Linked DNA regions of Mus musculus: all the other regions are linked to region 2. Evidence: chromatin contacts called from public Hi-C and HiChIP or PLAC-seq data. All regions are on one chromosome and are shown on one strand. Each heading gives the region's core, a stretch centred on a gene start, on an enhancer-like site or on the middle of the called end of the contact. The rest is flanking DNA. Distances are from core to core; before and after follow the strand shown.

Region 1 (4,485 bases), core at 324-2,823, 120 kb after region 2:
TTCAGAGGATCCTGGTTCAATACCAAGCACCCACTTTGTAGCTAACACACTCTGTGTCTCTGTGTGTGTGTGTGTGTGTGTGTGTGTGTGTGTGTGTGTGTTTTACTACACAGATTCAGGCAAAATACCCATACACATTAGAAAACATAAGAACTGAAACTACAAGCTGGGCATTGTGCTGCATGTCTGTAAGCTCAATACACGAGAAGCAGAGACAGAAGGAGCAGGAGTTTTAAAAGGCCAGCCTCTGTTACATATCGAGTTCAAGATTATTAACCAGGGCCACATGAGACCCTGCCTGCTCTCAGGTACAGGGAAATTTAGATCAACTAAAGCAAAAGGAAACATCTAGTCAGACATGGGAGTTGATGTCTGTAGTCGCAGTACTCAAAAGGCTATGGTAGGGGGACTGTCAGGAGTTTGGGGCCAGCCTGGGCTACACAGTAAGTTCTAGGTTACTAGACTGAGCTACAATATGAGACACCAGTCCCCCAAAAGCAGAGAGGATATGAAGGGGATTGGTAAGATGGCTCACTAGGTAAAGGCATTTGGTGCCAGGCCTGACAATGTGCTAGCCACTACAACCTGACTAACAGAAGGAGAGGCCTGCCTGCCTCCTGACAAGCACTCCTTTGACTGCCACATGAGCTGTGGCTACTATGTAGTCACACACATGCACACAGTAAATGCAGAGGGCAGGGATGGAAAAGAAAAGAGAGAAAAATCTACAGAGTTAAAAAAAATGCTTTTCGGGGCTGGCAAGATGGCTCAGCAGGTAAGAGCACTGACTGCTCTTCTAAAGGTCCTGAGTTCAAATCCCAGCAACCACATGGTGGCTCACAACCACCCATAATGAGATCTGACACCTCTTCTGGTGTGTCTGGAGACAGCAACAGTGTATGTATATATAATAATAAATAAATCTTTAAAAAAAAATGCTTTTCTTGGGCAGAGGGAACAGCTCAGGGGTAGTGTTGAGTATACACACAGCCATAGTCTTAACCCCAGTAGTGAAACACACACACACACACACACACAAAAGAAAAAAAGAAAAGAAAAGAAAAAAGAAAAACACCAGGCCACTAAGCATAAAACACTCATTCTAATGACATAGTGTGCAACTGTAAGGAGGACCACAGCCTGGCAGGATTAGCCCTGTGGAGCCCCTATGCTGTGGAACATATGCTCTACCCCCAGTGTGGCCGTCCTCTGCTCTCGGACACACACACCAAGGCACACTGCAAAGGGAAATCCAATTAGTTAGCAGCAGATCTGCTCTGGCCAGGCCTCCTGTCTGCTTTCACTCGGGTAGCACTCGAGTCTGAGGAGAACAAGGCCCAAGGCAGGAAGGCACTCCTCCTTCCTGTGAAGATGGAAGTGCTCCGGAAGCAGGGGTCCCCAGAAGGACCCTGTAATCTGCCTCAGTCAGTCCAGGTTCAAGCTGCTAAGTATTAAGATGAATTTGCAGATGGAAGCCACATTGTTACAGGAACTTATTGCAATGCAAACCTCTGAGGCGAAGTCTGAGGGCGGTGCTGTGTATGTGCACTGCACTGTGTACTCAGGAGGACAAAGGCAGACTGTGCATGTAACCTGAGGCTGCACTCTGCTGAGTCACTTCCGTCACACACCTCGGGGTCCAACAACTCACGTTTCGGTCAAAAGAGCAGGTTTAGAATAACTCCTTGTTTTGGTCGCTGGATTTAATTTCCTGAAATGATTTACAATCGCTGTATCTATGGTAACTACAGTTTCTGGAAATTCTGAGCCACTGTGAGGAGACAATGTGGATTGCCCCAAACACCACAGGATGACCGCACAAAGCATGTCCAGACACAGCGCTCCTTACACACGGTTCTGGTTTGTCATGAAACTCAGATAGTGAGTTATGGTATGAGCAGATAAATCTGCAACTAAGCAGAATTTCAAACTGATTTGATCCTAAGACTGTCAAAGAGGTGTTTCTTGGTTTAAAAAATACAAAGGTTTGATTTTTTTAAAGTTGCCAAAAAGTATCTGAATACACAATTTATCCTATAATTTAGCTGTTATTGCTGTAAAAATTAGGAAATATAATAAAGGCAGAATTTATGGGCTTTGCTAAGAAATATCATATACCTTTTACAATCTCTTTGATTAAATGTTTCTGTTGTGTCTAAGAATTCCTGCCTGTGAGATCTTGGGACACTGTGCTTCCCATAGGGACCAGCCTCAAAGTGGCTTAGTTTCATTTCCCCTGAGGAACGTGCCGGCTGGCCATGCCATCTCTGGAGATGATATGAAAGCAAGCTCTGGCATACACATGTCCACATAAGAGAACATCCACAGAGGAAGTAACCAACCGTATGCTTGTCTCCAAGCTTTAAAAAGGTAAGTTCTATAGTGTGCAACACACCCAACGCTAGCTACTACACTAACAAACCCGGAGCAGGCCACTCACCTCAGCTGCAAGTGCAACCTGAAGTCAGTGGATATTGGCCACTGCACGGTGGTTATGAAACAAGTAACTTTAAAAAGCTACATACAGGCAGGGCGTAGGGGTGCAGGTCTTTAATCCCAGCACTCGGGAGGGACTGGCAGGAGGATGTCTGTGAATCTGAGTACAGCCTGGTTTACACAGCAAGCTATAGACTAGCCAGTACTACATAAAGACTGTCTCAAAAAAAAAAAATAAATAAATAAAAACATAAAAAAAACCAAAAAAACAAAACCCAAAGTTCCATACAGGGCTGGATAGAAGAATATTTACTGATCTTGCAAAGAAACCTGGGTTCAATTCCCCACACCCACAAGTTCAGTCTGTAACTTCAGTTCCAAAGACTCCAACACCCTCTTCTGGCTTCCTAGAGTACTGCATGCATATGATGCACAGACATACATGCACACAAACATTATATATGAGACAATCACAACCATAGAACCACATACCCTCTACTGGCCTCCACAGCCCTGGCACTGTGTGCACACATCAACAAGGACACACGCACATGTACATACATACACACACACACACACACACACACACACACACACGGACCATAAAGATGGCTTAGCAAGTGCCAGCATCTGTTCCAACCACGGCGGCCTGAGTACAAGGTGGGAGAGGAGAGGCAGGCTGTCCTCTGACTCCACATAACAGCCTTGATACACGTGCACAAACAAATATACACACAAAAGAAATAAATGGAATAAAACAAAAAAAAATAAAAGCTATATACTAGATCGAGGGAGACATACTGGATAAATTATATGCTATCACCTTAGCAGCCTGAGCTTGGTCCCTAGGTCCTACAGGGGACCTAGGAACCAAGTTGTCCCTGACCACCATAAATATGCCATGGTATGCCATCCAACAGTTTTTCCCTAGAAATAAAGGTTATGGTATTATAGGTTGGTTCAATCTCAGCACTGCAAATGCAACAAACAACAGCTCTTGCAAAGGTCTACTGCATACTCGAGTTCCGTTAACATCTTCATACCCTAGGCATCACATGCTTTAGACAAGCATTGAGGGCTCAGACGTGTAAAACGACTCAAACATTTTTTTATGCATTTCAGAATAAATGGGCTTTGAAAAATTACTTTTCTTCCTTTAAAGCAAGGACTCACTAAATGCAGTGCCGGGCACTTCTGTAGCTCAGGCAGGCCTTGGGACCCAACTGTGTCAGCCGGGACTGTAGCTCTGACTGCCAATCTAGGAGTCCTTATCATTTTATGACTAGCTTAGGTTGCACAGGTGATACCTGTGATCCAGCACACCAGAGGCTGAAACAGGAGAAGCTGTACCACTGTGGTGCCAGACTGGGCCAGCATGGGCTAGAGGGAGACCTTGCTAAAACAAAGCAGCCCAGAATGTAGGCAGTCTATGCTGCAAGCCCATCACTTAGGAGGGAACTCAGGGGCTGGAGAGATGGCTCAGCAGTTAAGAGCACTGACTGCTCTTCCAGAGGTCCTGAGTTCAATTCCCAGCAACCACATAGTGGCTTACAACCATCTGTAAAAGGGATCAGATCCGATGCCCTCTTCTGGTATGTCTGAAGACAGTGTACTCACATATATGAAATAAATAAATCTTTATTAAAAAAAAAAAGAAAAAGAAAAGGATATTGTCTAAAAAAAAAAAAGAGGTGAACTCAGCTCACTCAGGAGTTCACAGCTTGTACAACACAAGGAAGGGAAGAGGGGAGGAAGACTGGCACAAAGTTAAACAAGGAGAGGAAGGAAAAGGAGGAGAGGGGGAGGAAGAACAAAGCAGAGGGTAAAACCTTAATTTCACAGCAGGAGTGGTGGTGCACACCTATAATTCAAGGAGGATCAATGAATTGGAGGTCAGCCTGAGCTAATTACGAGATACCTTCTCTTAAAAACCTGTCACTGAGCCAGGCAGTGGTGGGAGGCAGAGGCAGGCAGATTTCTGAGTTCAAGGCCTACAAAGTGAGTTCCAGAGACAGCTAGGGCTACACAGAGAAACCCCCATCTCGAAAA
Region 2 (4,406 bases), core at 614-3,113:
AGAAAAAAGAAAAAACAAAACAAAACAAAACAAAAAAAAAGAGTTGCCTTGGTCATAGTGTCTGTCTGTTTGCAGCAGTAAAACCCCAGGATACCCTGTTTCAAACAACAACAACAAAAAAACGCAAGCAAGCACTGTGGCTGGGTGGTTGGGGACTTGCAAGGCCCTGGCTTCTGCCCCCAGCCCTGCACAACTAAAAACCAAAAACAAGCAGGAAAGGGCTTTGAATAGACACTTCGCCTGAGAAGACGAGAAGACACACAGATGGTCGGTGAAAACAGTATCCAACATCAGTAATCACTAACAAAATGCAAATCAAGTCCACAAAAGATGCCTCTTCGCACTTGCTGGTGACAGCCATTAGCTCCAAAATAGAAAACGGTCATTGTTGAGGAGGATGTGGGAACACTGGGACCCGTGCCTTACACAGGACTGCAAAAATCGCCCAGCCAACTGGGAGGACAGCTGGTACTCCCTGTGGTCCAGGAACTGAAATCTTTTGTTTCCAATTTTTCTGGGTACTGAGAAGTTTACCTCCAAGAAGGTTTCCAAAGGAGATACTAAGTAGATACTGGGCCTTAACCACCGTTGTTCTCAATGGCTGCAGGGCGTTCATTAGCAGAGGAATGAATAAACAAAACGCAATGTGCATGTAGATGGAATATTACCCAGCCCTGACAAGGACTGAAATTCTGATGTGGGCTGCTGCACGGGTGACATTGAAGATGAGTAAAAGAAGCGTGACATCCTGAGTTCAAGTCCCCAGCACCCACCTTCAGAGACCAGGTGTGGTTATAGGTACATAGTGAGACTTTGGCTCAAAAACACTTGAGGGGAGGGGGCTGGAGAGATGGCTCAGCGGTTAAGAGCACCTACTGCTCTTCCAGAGGTCCTGAGTTCAATTCCCAGCAACCATATGGTGACTCACAGCCATCTGTAATGAGATCTGATGCCCTCTTCTGGTGTGTCTGAAGACAGCCACAGTGTACTCATAAAAATAAAAATAAATATTTTTTAAAAAATTTGGGGGTCTGTGTAGCCCTGGCTGTCCTATAACTCCATCTGTAGACCAGGCTGGGGTCCAACTCAAGATAACCATTTGCTCCTACTTCCTCAGTGCTGGGATTAAAGGCGAGCACCACCACTGATGGGCTAAGCTTGTGTTTTTACCTTTTGTTTTGAGGCAGGGTCTCATTGAGTTAATCCCGTTTCACCTTGATCACTTTGTAGCTCAGGCAGACCTTGAATTAGACATCCTCCTGCCTCAGCCTCCCAAGTTGGGATAACAGGCCTGAACCACCACAGAAGCCTGCAATCTGTGCTTTAACAAGTACCCACTCTGCTGAAAAGCTCCTTAGTCTGGGGTCACTTGCTCCCAGGAGACACCTGGCAATGTCTGCATGTTTTAACATGTCTTGGGGAACGGTGCCCGTTGGGCCTGGTGGAGTCAGACCCAGAATGCTGCTCTGGCCCCACAGAGCCCAGGAAAGCCTCATATGTCAGCCAGTGCTGAGTTGAGGAAATCGTGGTGGACACCAGTCTGTGTGTGTGTTTCTGTACTCCTCTCCACTCTGTGTGTGTGTGTGTGTGTGTGTGTGTGTGTGTGTGTGTCTGTATGTATGTGCCTCTGTGTGTGTGTGTGCACAACTCTGTATGTGTGTGCCTCTGTGTGCCTGTGTGTGTGCGGGTGTGCTGGAGATGGAACCCAGGGCCTCCCTTACACAAGTAAGCACACGCATACGATTGAGCCACACCCTGTACCCTCCCCCACGTGCATCTGAGACCAGTCAGGAAGGCAGAGGAGGAAGGGCTATGGAGCACAGACATTTACTTCCACACTTGACTTCCACACTTCAGTTGGATGTCCCCACTGCCCCCTGCAGGTTGAAATAGCAGAAATAGAGGAGGGACTCGCCGGCCCAGAGTGCCTGGGTGTTGTCCTGAGGGAAGGCATAGCTCCTGGTCGTCTCCTCCTGGGGGCTGGCTGGGCTCCATTTGCCTCATGCTATTGCTAGTGCTGTTTAATGGAGGGCCGGAGCGTCATTTCTAATTATAGTGCATGACTGTGGATGCTGCACCCCTAAGTGTGAGCTGTACACTGTTGGGGGTCACAACAGAGGAGGCTAGAGTATGAGGTGCAGGAGCACGCCTTGGGTTCCATGAGGCCTGGCATTGCACTGGCTTGTGCTTTCCTCCCCCTCCCCTCACCTCGTCTCCTTCCTTCTTCCTCTTCCCTCCCTTCCTTTTCTTCTTTTTTACTGGATGAGGCAGCTCCCCAACCTTTTTTTAAGACAGGGTTTCTCTGTGTAGCCCTGGCTGTCCCGGAACTCACTCTGTAGACCAGGCTGGCTTCGAACTCATGGAGATCCGCCTACCTGTGCCCTCTAAGCACTACTTGTTTTATGTGGTGTAGGATATAGAAGCCAGGGCTTCATGTATGCTAGCAAACATTTCAGCAATCGAGTCACATGCCCAGCCCTGCATTATGTGTTTCGGTGGCCCCCTTAGTGTCTGTTGTCCCTTGGACTTCTTGCTTCAGGAATGTCCAGTTGGTGGCCGAGGCTGTGTTATTAATTAATGAAACAAGGGAATTGACTTGAGACAGAGTTTCACTGTGTAGTCCTGGCTGTTCTAGATCCCACTATGTAGTCCCAGATGGTCTGAGCTCACATAGGTTCTCCCACTTCTGCCTCCCCAGGGACAGGATTAAAGGCGTGCTCCACCATACCCGACTTAAATGTATATTTTAATATGTATCTGAGTCACACTTTGATGTTGTTTTATTCTTTGAGGAGGATTAGAAAAGCCTACCCTCAGTGGAAAGTCCTTTAAGCTGATTTAAATTGGGAGAGCACCGAGACAAAGCGATAACGGCGTGATAATTGTTACTTTGCTATGCTGTTACTTCAGCTCACACTATAGTGAACTCCAGAGAACTGGAGCCTGTCAGCCTGTCATCTGCCAGGCTTCATTACTTATCCACCTTACTCTCCTGCTCTCGGAGTCCTTCCCTGAGACCTGACCCCAAGTCACCCACACGAGTAGCCTCTCAGGACCAGGGTGGGGATGGGGGTGGGGGTGAGGGGTCTGGGTGGGACAGCTCTTTTCTCACCAGCCCAGCCTCCATCTTCTGAGCAAGCCACTGTGGTCTGCTTTCCCCTGGACCAAGGGCTGCTTCTCCGCCAATGGCTTCTGGTTCTTGAGAACCCAGTGTTGTTTTTGCCTTGGTGTTGCTGGTTTGCATTTTTTATCTATCTGGGTGTTTTTGTTTGTTTGTTTTTCTGCCCTCTCTTTGAATGCCCTTTTAGGTCTTGTTTTCTCCTCCTCTCTCTGGCCTCAGACAAGTGAGCATGCTCCATCTTCCAGTGCCAGCAAGCCTCTGGCCGTTCCTCCTCTCAAATACCCATCTTCCCATGGTTCAGACTGAATAGTCTCTGAGCTCTGTGCGATTTCCCTCTCTCTCTCTCTCTCTCTCTCTCTCTCTAGACTTCACTGCTCCCCTCCCCCCCCCTGTTGTTTTTATTATGCTGTTGAGTCCTTCCAAGGAACCAACAAGAAAGGCTCCTTCCCTCATTGTAGAGTACGTTTGGATGTTCAATATGGCTGACAAAGTCCTATAGCATTGGAGTCCCACTTCCCTCTCTGTTACCCTGGCCTTGTTCTCTGTCTGGGTAATTCTTCTCGACACCCAACCACCTCACCTACCCCATCTCCACCCATCATCATCTCCTCATCCACTCCCCCCCCCCCATCCACTGATCCATGATCTAGCTACCTACTCGCCCACTCACTCACCTGTCTACCCACTCACCCATCCATCCCCATCCACCTGACCATCTACCTACTATTGTTTCTTGAGACAGGGTCTCACTTTATAGCCCTGCCTGGCTTGGAACTCACCATATAGAGCAGGCTGGCTTTGAACTCACCTGCCTCTGCTTCACTAGTGCTGAGATTAAAGGTGTGCACATCACACCTGGCCCATCCATCCGTCCATCCACCTGCCCACCCTACACCCATCCACCCATCCAGTAGTTCTGGGTCCCATCCTCCTCCTCCCCCACCCCCTCCTCCAACTTCAGGACACTCGCCTTTTCTGTTTTCTCTGCCAGAAATGCTCTGCCCACAGATCATCACACATCTCCCTCTCTCCCTCTATTTAGGTCTGTTCAAATGTCACCTCTTCAGAGAGAGGCTGTAGCCCGGGGGTGTAGCTCAGTGGTAGAGCACATCCCTGGGCCCCATCCCCGAGCACCACAAGCTCTAAAATGGCTTCACACTCACCGTCTTTCCTTTTAGCCAGCTTCATTTTCCCAGATAACAGGGGCTAGCATTTGAAATTGCATAATCTATCATGTAAATCCCCTTTTGGCATGAAATGACCCTGATTTTATGGATGGTGTAAG
Region 3 (4,508 bases), core at 699-3,198, 92 kb after region 2:
CTCAGAAGCTGATTTTATTTGCATTTAAGATGAGTTAAAAGTGTATGTGTGGAGCAGGTGTGGTGGCGCTCCCAGCACTGGAGTGAGAGGCAGAGTCAGTTCTTCAGGACAGCCACCGCTATACAGAAAAGCCCTGCTTCGAAAAAACAACGAATGAATGAATGGATGAATGAATGAATGAATGAATGAACGAACAAGCAAGCAATTAATCAACCAAATTTATGTGTATGGATGTTTGCTCTGCATGCCTGGCACCTGTGGAGGTCAGAAGGCGGTGGAGCCCCTGAACTGTAGTTACAGTTGATTGTGAGCTGCCATGTGGGCGCTCTCCAGCACTGAAAAGTTACTTTTAAATGGGGGTGGGGTGGGCAGTGAGAGTATAAGCTAGTCAGTTAAGCACGTGAAGTAAGTGGCCTTCCTCCCACTCACTGTCTAGCACTAGCAGCAGGGCTGAGCAGGGCCTTAGGCTGGCAGGAGGCTCAGCCCTTTGCCTCTGTTGTAAACATGTAAATAACCATTGCAACTGGTTAGAAACCTCAATCCCTGAAGAAGAAGATGGTCCACAGCTAGAACTGACATCAGCTCCTTAGCCAGAACTCCCTGAGACGGCTGTCATGCTCAGTACAAGGCCCAGCTGAGTAAAGCAGCGCCCTGTTCTGCAAACAATCGAGTATGTGAGCTGCTTCTGCCAACTTTCCCCTTCCACTGACCTTAGCTGCGTTGACTTTCTACTGAATGGGGCTTTGCTTGGTCAAGGCTGGATGTTCTACTTGCTATATGGGCAACAAAGAGAGCTTTCAAGACAATACTCTGGGTTTAGGATGTAGCTTGGTTGGGAGGGTGTGTGCCTAGTTTGCATGAGGCCATGCTCCATCTTCAACACAGTGGAGAATGAGGTGTGGGGCTTGTCTGTAGTTAGCGTCTATGGACACAGGAAAACAAGTTCAAGGCCACCCTCCTCAGCTACACAGCACATGTGCGGCCAATCTCGGCTATGAGACCTTGTCTAAGAGAGAAAACTTGTGTGAATATGAAGATGTGGAGTCCTGGCCAGCTGTGCTGAAATCAAGCCTGTAAGCCCAGTACCTGAGAGGCACAGAACGGAGGATCCTACCTCAAAACCAGAGATAGTGGAGCCTTTCCTTAACGCAGGCCAAGTCACTGCCTGGCCCACCTGACACAATGACCACCTCAGCACACAGAAATCATTGTGAATCCTCTCAAGTGAATAAAGCTAGCTCCTATGACTGTCCACAAAACACAGTGAGTAGACTACCCTGACCTCCAGCACACAGCTCAGTCTACCTTCCAAGGCTGAGAGTTAGCCTGAAGCACAGGTGGACCTGAGACAGTTCTGTACATGGGAGGAGTGTGCACACAGAGCTGAGTTGTCACAGCAACCCTAGCTGTGGGCTCAGGCCCAACCAGTAACCGGGAGCCATCTTTACCTGAACAGTGAGTGGGAACCACTGAGCTGGCTAGCACAGAAACTGGCAATTCACACACACAGCGCAGCCTCTCAAGAGCCAGAATGCTGAATGTCAGTCAGTTCCTCATTTATCTCCTACATGTGCAAAGTCAAAATTTCACTCTGAGCCACTCCAAGGTGCGGGGGAGGAAGCCATGAGGGAAAGCAAACTGAACTCAACACTGTGACAGAGTACAGTCACGGACAACAATCTTAGGATAGAATAACGGAGCTGGACACTTTACTCAGGATAAACCCGCCCAGAGCGAGAAGGCACAGCAGGAGCCCGCTGCATAGCGCGCTGAGATGACGAAGCTCAGCATACTCCTGCCCCGGAGGCACTGATAATGATATTTTGACAGTTTTAAAAATACTAACGGTAAATAGCCTCAGATTTCAACACCCGAGTCAGAACAGAGACAGAAATGAATTACACATGGGGATGAAGCAGCAGCCACAGGGCACTCACACGGGGAAGAAAGACGGCTGACTCATGGTGACTACGGGCAGGAGTGCTGAGCAGTTAAGGAGCCACAGCTGCTCTGGGCAGTGGTGGTCTAGCATTGTAGGTTTGCCACGAAGAAGTGTCAGGAATCCCAGGGCCCACCACCTGCCCCTCCTCCGAGGGCACCTACCTTACTGTAAGTCACTACTGATAAGTTGTTTGCGGGACTGCTGGGGGACAGATTTACAGAGCTCTGTGACAGTCTATCCTGATCTTGCTCGCTTTGCTCAGGAACAGGAGCCCATGTATTTTTGCTGATCGAGTCGAACTCGGAACCCCCAGGGTCTGTTAGGTTGTTTTCATCTGATTGTCGGTTCTTTTGGGGAGAGGCAAACGGGTTGAAGTTTCCTTCTACCTTGCGATGTGGCTGTGTGTTGAATTCCGTTTCAAAAGATGACAGCTGCTGCGTTACTCCTAAAAGTCCACCCACCTCCACACTGAGAATCACCCAGATGACATCTGAAACAAAAAGGCAGCTGAGTCAATGCCAGGCCCACCCTTGGCCCAGGCCGTCACCACCAAAAACCCAAACACTACCTATACCTGAGAGGCCGAGCTCCGCAGGCAGTGCTCTGAGTGCCCAGCACACGCTTCTCTGCCTTCAGTAATGCCAAGGGCAAGCTCTGGCCCATGTCTGTGGTGGGACCCCCAAGGCTGCAGGGAGGGCTTCCTTCCCAGCTGACGGTCATATCTGCAAGTCACTCCCAGCGAGCACGCGGAACCGGAGCGCTCCAGTTCACAACGAGCTGCTCTCTGTGCATGTGCTTAACCCTGATCATTCTGGTAAGGCAGTGTTCTTGAAGCTAAAAATGCTGACTTTAGAATTACAACATAGTTAGCCTTGTCCCACTTGGGAGGTAATTTAAAATGACCACCTACTGTTCACAAAGAGAAGCGCAGCAAAAGGCATTATAAATAATAAGGATGCACGCGGAACGCAAGCTAAGCAAACATAAGGAGTACCATGCTTTACTGTAGGTACACTGGGGGCAGAAGAGTCAGGCTTCCTAAGCTAACCTGGGCTTCATGAGCTCTGTCCTTATGTGTCAGAGGGAGACCTGACTACACAGTCCCATTAAGTGTGTGTATATATATATATATTTTAAGATTTACTTATTTTGATTTTGTGTGTTTGATGAGTGTTTGCCTTTGTGTCTGTGCACCATAGGCGTGCAGTGCCCCTAGAGGCCAGAAGAGGGTGTTGGATTCCCTGGAACAAGGGCTGTAGACCTCTGTGAGATGTGGGTTCTGTGGGACTGGCTGGGCACATGGTGGACGTCTTTAGTCACAGGCCAGCCAGAACTGCACAGTGAAACCATATCCCTAAACAGATCAATACCTGGTGATAACCTCATCTCTGATATCTTTGTTGTCAAAGGTAGGGCACAAACAGAAAGTAAAGGAACTGTGTCCTTTGATGCAGGGTATGGACGATGACCCATGCCAAGGCTCAGCAATGCAGACTCTAGAGGAGGAGTGAGGACCGTCCTCAGTGTTGCCCTGCGGCCATGAGGACAGTAGCCTCAGTGCAGCACCTCCATACACACTCAGTGCTCTGGGAGCTGTCCTGAGAACTGGCCAGTCTAGGAGCTGTGCAGCAAAGCAAGCAGAGCTGCAGCGACACCTGCTGTTCATGCCTGGAACTAGCGATTCTTTTCCTCTGAGAAAAAGAAGCGACAGTCATCAAAGCAAGACTGTGGCTCACAGTATTCCAGGCACACATTCCAGACACACAAATACAGTGTCAGTTGCTTCTAATTCTGTGTCTGCTAAAGATCTCTGGGAGTTTGAGGCCAGTTTGGTCTACACAATGAGTTCCAGGACAGCCAGGGCTATACAGAGAGACCCCATCTCAAAACATCAAAACAACAAATTACGTCCTCACACCAGCTACTTCCATATGAGATGTGGGTCTCATTATGTGTCCCTGCCTGGGCTCAAACTCACAGCAATTCTTCTCCCTTAGTGTCCCAGAGAGGCGGAGCACTGGGTTAAGACACCATGGATGGCATGCCACTTTATCAGTGACCAGACTTGGACCCCACACCAGCTAATCTAGGGAAACAGTGATGTGGTCCTCAGGAACAAGCTATTGGCAGGCCCTGGGGAGTCGCTGCCTTTGCTAGCTGTCTGGCTGAAGTGAACATGTCTGCATAGGTGTAAGGCTGTGGGAGCAAGCATGGAGCCTGAGAGCGATGCCTGGTACCTTCCCTTTGTAACTCTCATCTCTGGAGTCAGTGTCTCTCCCTGAACCTGGAGCTCACTCACCGACTGGCTAGACTGGCCGGACAGCACACTTCAGGACTCTTCTGCCTCCACCCACCAGTGCTAGAATTAGAGGCATAAGCTGGCTTTTTACCTGGACCTTGTGTGTCCCATCTTACAATTCAGTTATATTCCTACTTCTTGTTTTCTACCTGACTGGCTTAAAGTTTATTCTCCGTATGGCTAGACGTGCAGTGCAGTCAGCTCGAGGGAACCAAGGCCGTCTGCAGAGACCACCAGCAGTTCTGACCACTGTGCCTCATACCCGTG

What was found. Hi-C and Micro-C count contacts between places; a contact is called where the count stands out from the background. HiChIP or PLAC-seq counts read pairs in DNA pulled down with a chosen protein or histone mark.
Region 1: a Hi-C map of regulatory T cells shows a contact between it and region 2, with 2.7 times the contacts expected there. The contact joins two enhancer-like sites. A contact is called at or near these places in 3 of 484 Hi-C or Micro-C datasets (embryonic stem cells, nephron progenitors and regulatory T cells), 4 of 115 datasets of contacts at active chromatin or transcription factors (embryonic stem cells and memory CD8 T cells) and 3 of 9 other capture datasets (adipose tissue, embryonic stem cells and pancreatic islet).
Region 3: an H3K27ac HiChIP or PLAC-seq map of the HPC-7 cell line shows a contact between it and region 2, with 5 times the contacts expected there. The contact joins two enhancer-like sites. A contact is called at or near these places in 1 of 39 promoter capture datasets (the SN4741 cell line), 3 of 15 datasets of contacts at CTCF or cohesin (the NIH/3T3 cell line, large pre-B cells and pro-B cells), 15 of 484 Hi-C or Micro-C datasets (B cells, the C10 cell line, CD8 T cells and 11 more), 6 of 115 datasets of contacts at active chromatin or transcription factors (the HPC-7 cell line, acute myeloid leukemia, cardiomyocytes and 3 more) and 2 of 9 other capture datasets (embryonic stem cells and pancreatic islet).

Annotation. Positions count from the first base shown.
Region 1 is chr17:27,798,633-27,803,117 of GRCm38.p6, forward strand. All of the region lies in intron 1 of Ilrun (inflammation and lipid regulator with UBA-like and NBR1-like domains), which reads right to left. Among named protein-coding and RNA genes, the nearest start is that of Ilrun, 20 kb to the right of the region's middle. Within about 2 kb of position 1,574, at least 231 of the 459 cell types and tissues checked have an H3K27ac peak or open chromatin away from gene starts, as enhancers often do. A contact at or near this core is called in regulatory T cells, where this site is marked.
Region 2 is chr17:27,673,773-27,678,178 of GRCm38.p6, forward strand. All of the region lies in intron 1 of Pacsin1 (protein kinase C and casein kinase substrate in neurons 1), which reads left to right. Among named protein-coding and RNA genes, the nearest start is that of Pacsin1, 20 kb to the left of the region's middle. Within about 2 kb of position 1,864, at least 15 of the 459 cell types and tissues checked have an H3K27ac peak or open chromatin away from gene starts, as enhancers often do. A contact at or near this core is called in the HPC-7 cell line and regulatory T cells, where this site is marked.
Region 3 is chr17:27,765,808-27,770,315 of GRCm38.p6, forward strand. It overlaps Ilrun (inflammation and lipid regulator with UBA-like and NBR1-like domains), which reads right to left. Exons shown (of 5, transcript NM_001033279.3): 4 at 2,104-2,432. Among named protein-coding and RNA genes, the nearest start is that of Spdef, 39 kb to the left of the region's middle. Within about 2 kb of position 1,949, at least 52 of the 459 cell types and tissues checked have an H3K27ac peak or open chromatin away from gene starts, as enhancers often do. A contact at or near this core is called in the HPC-7 cell line, where this site is marked.